Linked DNA regions of Mus musculus: all the other regions are linked to region 1. Evidence: chromatin contacts called from public HiChIP or PLAC-seq and promoter capture Hi-C data. All regions are on one chromosome and are shown on one strand. Each heading gives the region's core, a stretch centred on a gene start, on an enhancer-like site or on the middle of the called end of the contact. The rest is flanking DNA. Distances are from core to core; before and after follow the strand shown. Region 1 holds the start of Apba3 (amyloid beta (A4) precursor protein-binding, family A, member 3). Region 2 holds the start of Dot1l (DOT1-like, histone H3 methyltransferase (S. cerevisiae)). Region 3 holds the start of Izumo4 (IZUMO family member 4).

Evidence for each region. HiChIP or PLAC-seq counts read pairs in DNA pulled down with a chosen protein or histone mark. Capture Hi-C pulls out chosen DNA fragments and counts their contacts.
Region 2: a contact with region 1 is called in an H3K4me3 HiChIP or PLAC-seq map of bone marrow-derived macrophages, with 5 times the contacts expected there. The contact joins the promoter of Dot1l here to the promoter of Apba3 in region 1. A contact is called at or near these places in 5 of 39 promoter capture datasets (the SN4741 cell line, cranial neural crest, erythroid cells and 2 more), 2 of 115 datasets of contacts at active chromatin or transcription factors (bone marrow-derived macrophages and pancreatic cancer cells) and 1 of 9 other capture datasets (liver).
Region 3: a promoter capture Hi-C map of pancreatic islet shows a contact between it and region 1. The contact joins the promoter of Izumo4 here to the promoter of Apba3 in region 1. A contact is called at or near these places in 4 of 39 promoter capture datasets (the HPC-7 cell line, cranial neural crest, embryonic stem cells and 1 more), 5 of 115 datasets of contacts at active chromatin or transcription factors (bone marrow-derived dendritic cells, bone marrow-derived macrophages, embryonic stem cells and 2 more) and 1 of 9 other capture datasets (pancreatic islet).

What each region holds. Positions count from the first base shown.
Region 1 is chr10:81,266,861-81,269,863 of GRCm38.p6, forward strand. Apba3 (amyloid beta (A4) precursor protein-binding, family A, member 3) reads left to right here and starts at 1,312. Exons shown (of 11, transcript NM_018758.2): 1 at 1,312-1,459; 2 at 1,919-2,601; 3 at 2,685-2,724. The coding sequence starts at 2,035. It overlaps Mrpl54 (mitochondrial ribosomal protein L54), which reads right to left and starts at 66. Exons shown (of 3, transcript NM_025317.2): 1 at 1-66. The coding sequence starts at 30.
Region 2 is chr10:80,753,874-80,756,646 of GRCm38.p6, forward strand. It overlaps Dot1l (DOT1-like, histone H3 methyltransferase (S. cerevisiae)), which reads left to right and starts at 1,330. Exons shown (of 28, transcript NM_199322.2): 1 at 1,330-1,651. The coding sequence starts at 1,571.
Region 3 is chr10:80,701,417-80,704,116 of GRCm38.p6, forward strand. It overlaps Izumo4 (IZUMO family member 4), which reads left to right and starts at 1,277. Exons shown (of 10, transcript NM_027829.3): 1 at 1,277-1,543; 2 at 1,633-1,713; 3 at 1,793-1,864; 4 at 2,314-2,340; 5 at 2,437-2,512; 6 at 2,623-2,670. The coding sequence starts at 1,300. Mob3a (MOB kinase activator 3A) reads right to left here and starts at 404. Exons shown (of 4, transcript NM_172457.2): 1 at 381-404.

The sequences.
Region 1 (3,003 bases), core at 62-2,561:
GGAAGCCCGGAGGAGATGGGCGGCCGCCATGACGCTGGCCGGCCGCTCGCACGTGCAGACTTCCGTGTTACGTCAGCCCTCCAGATCGGCTTTGGAGGTGTTGGAGGCGCCGCGGCCTTCTGGGAAATGTAGTCTTTAAAAAAAAATTTGCCCGACTAACGACTAATTTTAACTTCTGTAGCTATCGACCGTTCAAAGAATATTTCATTAAATTCTTGCCCCCAGTTCAAATGGTGATGGCACACCTTTAATCCCAGTACTCTGGAGATACAGGTAGGAGGATCTCTGAATTCAAGGTTAACCTTGGCTACTGCTTGAGTTCCAGGACAACCAAGGCTACACAAAGAAACCCTGCCTCAGACGATGATGACGACAACAACAACAAGTATTTAGATCTTTATTTACTTTAAATGTCACAGCAAAATCATGCTTATATCCCTTGTGGAATTTTTGAAAGCTTAAAAGTTAGGACAGTCAGTTGTGATGTGGAGGTGGAGGCAAGAGAATCAGGAGTTTGGGTCGATCTGTCCTACACAGCAAGTTTGAGGTCAGCCTTGGCTATATGAGATCTTGGCTTAAACATATGGGTAGCTGAGAATGATGGGAGTGATGAACCCCAGCTTAATCCCCACACTTGGGAGGCAGAGGTAGGTAGATGCCTGTGAGTTCCTGGCCAGCCTACTCTACATAGTGATACGTATGTGTTCTATTCACTAATAGAAAAAAGTGGGGTTTGGTGATTGGGGCTTCGTAGCAGAAATGGAGGCTGGATGCACACAGGAAGCTGAGGCAGGAGGATCAGGAGTTTGAAGCCAGCCTAGGCTACATGAGACTCTCAAGAATAAATAGACTAGTACTAGAATCTTCTAGACTCATTGCTAACAAACCTAACCAGGTGAACTCTTTTTAGATCACACAGTTAAGTTTAGGAATTATCATTGTCCCTAATCTATATGTAGGACCGTGATGCAAATTCCAGTGTCAACTCAAGTCTAGATTGTACCGTTATAGATCCTTACTGGGATACAAAGTGGAAGTCCGTCCTCAATAACTTCCATTCCCACTTTTCCTTTGCACTCCAAATTTTCAAGTCATGGCTCTCTTTACCATCCCTGGTTTCTGCCCATGTCCTACCTCAGCCGTTACACTCTGAAGTGATGCAGAACCCGATTTTAGAAAAGAAAAGCCAGTTTGAGCCTCGCCTCCGTTCTTGTAGTCTCGGGATTCGAACCTGAGCTCTACTATCTATACTGCAACACTGGCGAGTCCCCGGAAGGAGAGAGAGCGGACTCGAGGACTACATTTCCCAGCAGGCCGTTTGAGAGTGTGTATGCGCAATAGTCCTGGATGGTGCAGTGACCGATGATCCGGTTCCAAAGCTGGGATCCCAGAGAGCTGCTGACTCTTCTGGAAGGACGGGCGGACCGTCCGGACAATCCTGCCCGGGCCGGAGACACAGGTACTGCGGGCCGTGCGGGACTGGACAGGCTCCCGTGGGTGACCCAAGGGCAGTGTCTGAGTTCTGAGACTGAAATCTGAGTTCTGGGGACGGAGCCTGAGTTTCAAGGGTCAGAGCCTGAGTTCTAGGGGCTAGAGGCTGAGTTCTCAGGACCAGTGCCTGAATTCTGGGGCAACAGCCTGAGTTCCACGACCTAAAGCCTGAGTTTTGGGGCTGGAGCCTGAGTTCTAGGGTCCGGAGCCTGGGTTTTTGAGACCAGAGCCTGAGTTCTAGAGACAGAAGCCTGAGTTCCCGGGGGCAGTGCTTGAGTTCCCAGGGGCAATGCCTGAGTTCCATAGCCGCAGCCTCAGTTCTAGTGTCTGTTGCTTGAGTTCTGAGGTCTGGAGCCTGAGATCTGGGGCAGGCACCTGAGTTCTTTGCTGGCTTCTGTGTAAAATGGGGTCCTTTCCTCCTGGGCAGGCCCCATGGGGATGGAATCTGTCACCTGTAGGACCATGGCTTGCCTACGAGATCCACACTCAGAGCCCTCATCTTCCAGCTTGGTGACAATGCCGGCCTGAACCTGGGTCTCAGACATGGAGTTCCTGCCAGGACCCCAGCATCCCCCAGGGCCCCCAACCATGGACTTGGAGGAGCCCAAAGGCCCCGAGGTGCCCTCTGAGAACCACCCCTCTAACACCCAGTCGGCCTTAGGGCCTGGAGGCCCTGTCACCCTGAGTGAGATGGAGCTGGACACATCCAGTGTGCAGGAGCTGGTTCAGCAGCTAGAAGCTCTACCCAGCGACCTGGGTGGCCCATTCCCAGATGGAGCCCCCTGTCCCCTGCACATTGCTACCGGCCAAGGACTTGCCACCCAGGAGAACCCAGATGCTGGTGGGCTCTTGTCGGCCGAGGCAGGCGGGGACGACCTTCTGGGTCTGCTGAGGGATGAGGCCTCTTCGCCTGCCCAATCTGTCCCCCAAGATCCTGCACAGACTGCACCCCGCCTTCTGCAGCCGCCAGAGGACCCTGATGGGGACCCGGGATGGATGGAAGGGGCATCAGCAGAGCCAGCAGACAGCAGGAGCTCCAGCAGTTCCCCGGAGCCCTGGCTGGAGACAGCACCCCTGGTGACACAGCAGGAACCACCTGTGGGTACCCAGGTAATAGTGCTCGCCTCTCTGACCTCTGACTTCTGACCCTCAGCCATGACTGGGGACTCAGCCCTGCACCTCTTATCTTCCAGAGCCGGGAGACCCTGGCCTCGTGCCCTGCCGTCACCGAGGGTGAGTGTCCATTTTTACACAGAAATCAGAATGTCCTAGAACAGCCCAAAAATGGGCTCTCAAGTAATGACACAAAGTTTGCCAGTGATGATCAAGGTCTAGAGAGGACTGAATGAGAGCAGATCTTAGACGGCCAAAGAGGTGACATAAGCTGTAGAATGTTCTAGAAGCCATGCTGGTTTAGCACACTGGTTGACAGAGGATAGCTCCAGGCTGCTCTGGGGAGTTTTGAGAGCTAAAGATGGCATTTACAGGGCTGGCGAGATGGCTCAGTGGGTA
Region 2 (2,773 bases), core at 80-2,579, 510 kb before region 1:
GAGAGAGAGAGAGAGAGAGAGCGCAAGCTGAGCAAGCCAGGGGAAGCAAGCCAGTAAAGAACATCCCTCCATGGCCTCTGCATCAGCTCCTGCTTCCTGACCTGCCTGAGTTCCAGTCCTGACATCCTTTGGTGATTAACAGCAATGTGGAAGTGTAAGGTGAATAAACCCTTTCCTCCCCAACTTGCTTCTTGGTCCTGATGTTTGTGCAGGAATAGAAGCCCTGACTGAGACACCAAGCTACAGAGTCTTTTACCACGTCATTTAGTTTTGGAACGAGGGCTCACTGAGTTGCCCAGGCTGGCCCGGAATTTACTTGGTAGCTCAGCATGGCTTCTAGCTCCGGATCCTTCTTTTGGGGGCTGGCAAGCGCTAGGATGAGGGGTGGGAGCCATCTCCCCTAGATTACATTCACTCCCATGTAGTCAGGAAGAAGAAGCAGCTATCCAGAAGCGGCTGGTGAGCTGGTGACAGCTCACCTCAAGGTAACTTATTCTCAGAAGGTTTTGGGGGGAGGGAACTTAAGTATTAGAAGGATTGGAATGGCCTAAGAAGGAAATAAGTTTGGCTCCTGACTCTGTAAAGTTCTGGGCAGGTCAGAGAATAACATTGCTTTGAACTCTTAATTGAGAGCCTCCGACCTATAGGGTCCAATTTGACTGATGATTTATTAATTAACTTATTGCTCACATCTTTAATCCCAGCTCTCAGGAGGCAGAGGCAGGTGGATTTTGGTAAATTCGAGGTCAGACTGGTCAACAGAATGAGTTCCTGGACAGCCAGGGACACCCTGTCTCAAAAAAAAAAAAAAAAAAAAAAGCATGTAAATAAACAATAAGCAGATAGGCTAGAAAAGTGAAAAAATAGAAAAGCTAAAGAAGGGGAAAAATTGAAAAATGAAAAAAAAAAGAAAGAAAGAAAAAGCCAGAAAAACAGAAAAAGAAAATTGACGGGAAGGGAAGAGAAAGAAAAAGAACAGGAAATGGAAAGAAAAGAAAAAAGCAAAGCAAAGCGAAGGGACGCGAAGCAAGCCTGTGCAACTGGGATTTGAACTTGACCCCGCCTGGTCTCTCTCGCTTTCCTCCGCAGGGTTTCCCCGGGTCCCCGCTTCCGGCTGGCGGCGACGTCGGAGGGCAACCGAGGACGTGCGTGCGCCGCTGCGTGCGTAAGTGCGTGCGTCGGTCGGAGGAGGGCGAGTCCAAGGGGGCGTGGCGTGCGAGGGGTGGCGCGCGCGGCGCGGCGGGCGGAGGCTCTGGGCGCGCACCGCCTCTTGGCTCCCGGCCTCCCCCGCGCGCGCTCGCCGAGTGGTTCCGCCCGACCCCCCGGCTCATTGTGCCTTCTCCTCACGCCGGCCCAAGATGGCGGCGGCTCTAGACGCCCCGGCTCTGTGACTCCTACAAAGAGGGGAGCTGGGGCCACACGGGAGCGGCGGCCGAGGCACAGGCCGGGCCGTCTGTCCTCAGCCGTCCGCCCCGCGTCCGCCCGTGTCCGCCCGCCCGGCTTCCCGCCGGTGGCCCCGCCCCTCCCCCAACCGCCCGCCTAGCATGGTGCGGCGGCCGCGCGCGCCGACATGGGCGAGAAGCTGGAGCTGAGGCTCAAGTCGCCTGTGGGCGCCGAGCCCGCCGTCTACCCGTGGCCGCTGCCGGTCTACGTGAGTGTACTTGCGGAGAACGCGGGGGTAGGAGTCGTGGGGCTCCGCGGCGGCAGCGGCGGCGGCGGCGGGTCCTTGGCCGTTCTCGGCCCGCGCCTGCCGTTGCCCTGACGCGGCCGGTCGCGTTGTCGCCGCCGCCGGCCCGGAGCCCCGCGTCTCCAGCCTTTGAGGACCTGAGTCTGGACCGACCTTGTGGGCAGGGGTGTAGAGACTGAGAAGTCGGGGATTCCTTGCCTTTCGTGGCGACCCCTCATGTTGTCACCTCAAATTGTCACCTCACGTGCCCTCTTCCAGTCATCTGTTTCTTATCCTGATGCCTTCTCCTATTGTCCTCTATGCCCTTTCTCGTTGTCACCTTTTGATGTTCATGGGCAGGTGCTAAAAAGAACCCTAGGAAGTCAGGGGGAGGTTGGCCCTTGGGTTTGGGTTGTCCCCCCACGTTCGTGGAGTGGTAGGAGGGCTCCGAATAGTTGTTTCTTCATGTCAGGGTGCCCGGCTGAAAGAACCTGAGAAGTTAGAGAGGTTGTCATCTCAATTTGTACCTCATGTGTCGTTTGACGTTGGTGGATTGGCCTGGAGGTACATTGGAATGCTGGAGCAGTTGTTTCTTAATGTTGGTGGCATGGCTAGAGGGGACTTAGGGAGTCTGGAGGTTGTCCTCTCATGCTGGTGGGTAGAGCTGGTGCGACTCTGCAAAGCTGGAGGTGTTATCCCTTAAAGTGGAAGTGCCAGAGGCAAGTGGGTTCTGAAGTCCAGGAGGGCCTGCGGAGGTCAGTGTACTGTCCCCTTGTGGCCCTTTGTATGCTTTGAGTAGAAGATACAGCAGTGGGGTTCCCTGGTGCTGCTGAGTTCACATCCTCACTGGGGTCCCAGGGAACATGTGTGTCCTGGGATGCCCTTGCACCTGTCCTCTGCCTCTTCGAATTAGGCAGCCCTGTGTGTCCTTGAACATTCCCACAAGTGTCCACTCAACTCTCCTGAGGTCAGCAAGATGGCTCAGCAACAGTCTTATAATCTGAGTTCCATGTTTGGGACATGGGCAGAAGGGAGAGTACCAACTTCCACAAGTTCTCTGACCTCACTGTGTGCACAGACACAGCCACTCACAAATGTAATAGGAAT
Region 3 (2,700 bases), core at 27-2,526, 570 kb before region 1:
AATGGCTTATTTAGGGGAGGCCGAGGAGTGCTGAAGAGGCAGAAGTAGGGATAGAACCCAGGGCTTTCTACACACAAGGCAAATGCTTCACTCCAGAGCAAGAGCCCAGACCTTCAATGAAGTTTAACAGAAACGTGATCATTTCAAACAAATGAGTCAGCGGAGATGGGAAGGAGGATCCTATCCAGCCGCTGGAGGCTAGCCTGTGCTATCTAGGACCTCAAATATTAAACACGCTTTTGATCCATGACGCTTCCTTTCTCCCTCCTTTTGACAGATCCAGGTCCCCAGCGCCCACTCTGGGCCGGTCGCTGGACACTGTCACCCTGAGGGATGAAGTCCCGCTGCCCGCCGCCCGCCTTGGCCCTCGGAGGACCCACCTGGCTGTCCGGAACCGTCTCTCGCTTCGCCCAGTCTCCGGCCGCGCCCGCAGAGGGACACGCCCGCGGAGGGACACGCCGCACGCCCCGCCCAGGCCGCGCCCGCCAGCCGGATTTACTTCCCTTAAAGGGAAGCAGCCCGGATGGAGGTGTGGCGCCCGAGTTCGGAGGATCACGGTGTGAAAGGCAGGCGGCACTCCGCGCCCCTGGAGACCAGGACGGGCGCTGCTAATTGGCTGTAGTGGAGCGGATGAGGGGCGGGACGAGCCCTCCCTCGCTGGCTCGGGAACTGGCGCCAGCCCAAAGCGCATGCGTAAGGCGCTGTGGATGGGGTGGAGCCTGGGGACAGACTGGCATTACCAGTTGCCAATTGTAACTGGAGAGATTCAGTTACACTCTCCTGGGGAGATCCAGTAGAGCCAGCCCTGGGACAGAAGTCCGGATGGCGGTGGGGTGGGTGTGGTGACAGGCTAGAAAGGGGTGGAGCCATCCGTGGGCGGTACCAGGCCTGTAGGCGGAACCAGGCCTGGGACAGGAGTCTAATCGGGGCCTGGCCAGGTAGGGGCGGAGCCATCCGTGGGCAGGCGCTGTCTTTTTTTTTTTTTTCGAGACAGGGTTTCTCTGTGTAGTCCTGGCTGTCCTGGAACTCACTTTGTAGACCAGGTTGGCCTCGAACTCAGAAATTCGCCTGCCTCTGCCTCCCAAGTGCTGGGATTAAAGGCTTGCGCCATCAGGCCCGGTGGGCGGGACATGTCTAAGCGGGGCGGGACCAGAGTTGGAAGCATGATCAGGCCCGGGCAGGGGATGGCGCGGCCAGGGTCCACAGCGCGAGCTGTTGGTTGGTGCGGCGTGGCAGGGCGTGGCGCGGGAGGCACCGTTGGTTGGTGCGCGGCTGGAGGGTGCGGCGCTGGCGGCGCCGATGTTTGGGCAAGGCAGGCTGGGCCAGGCCATGGCCCTGCTGTTGTTTCTGGGCATGACAGCGGCGCTGGCCCGGGGCTGCCTGCAGTGCGACCCCAATTTCGCGGAGAAGTTCTCCTTCTATCGTCACCACGTGAACCTCAAGTCGTGGTGGGTGGGTGACATTCCTGTGTCGGGGATGCTGCTCTCCGATTGGATCCAGAACACGATGAAGGAGCTCCATCTGGCCATTCCTGCTGAGATCAGTGAGCGGCGGAACCCATTCCAGGGTCAGAAGAGCAGCAGGGAACCGGGCAGGGCCACTCATTTGCTTGCTTTTTCCTCCTGCCCTTAGCCCGGAAGAAGCTATATCAAGTAGCAGAAGCCGTGTACCAGAGGATGGACCAGCTGTACCAGGGGAAGATGTACTTCCCAGGTAAAAAGAGAAACAGGTGGGGCCGGTGCGAGCTGCTACGCACCTGAACTTGACCGTTCTGCTGTGACTCTCACATCAGGGTATTTCCCCAATGAGCTGCGGGCCATCTTCCGGGAGCAAGTGCGCCTCATCCAGAACGCCATCATAGAGAGTGAGCAGTGGGCTCCACAGAGGGGAAGATGATCATGGCCGCTGGCACTTCAGGGCTAGGGGCACTGGAAACAGGGCTCAGGGAGGAGTGACTCTGCAGGAGGCCCTTTTGCATAAATGTTTGCTAGCATGCCCATCACCCCCTTATTTCTGTCAAACTAGTCTCCTGGTGGCACCTAGGAACAATGGAACCATCCTTCCCTTAGGTTATCCCCATCTTTCACTGCAACTGACCCCTTCCTACATCCATGAAACTCATGTAGCACAAGCGTGTAATCCCAGCACTCAGAAATGAGGGAACGAGGCAAGAAGATTGCCACAAATCACAAGGCAGCCTAGGCTACCTTCTCTGTGCTAGGGTATCCTGGGCTACAAAAACAAGTGGGGCTGAGGTGTTGAGCTCTGGGCCTTGTCAGAAAGCACTATCCTGTTATGTCCTCCCCTCCCCAGGCCGCATTGACTGTCAGCGTCACTGTGGTAAGTGAACCATGGTCCAGGCTAAGGGCCACAGTGGCAGTGGCCCAGGCTGGGGAGGGCCCAGGGGAGTCTGGGGCTGCTTCTCATATATTGCAGGTATCTACCAGTACGAGACCATCTCCTGCAGCAACTGCACGGACTCCCACGTCATTTGCTTTGGCTACTACTGCAAGTATGGCTCATGCAGCAATCCCACTGCCCCTGGGGTCCTAGGCAAGGAAGGGGACCAGGGCCTTGGGGATACCCCACCACCAAGTCTTGTGTTCCCCCCCCCCACCCCAGGTCATCGGCACAGTGGGAGTCAGCTGTACAGGGCCTTCTGAAATACATGTGAGCTGGGGCTTATTGGGTACCAGGACA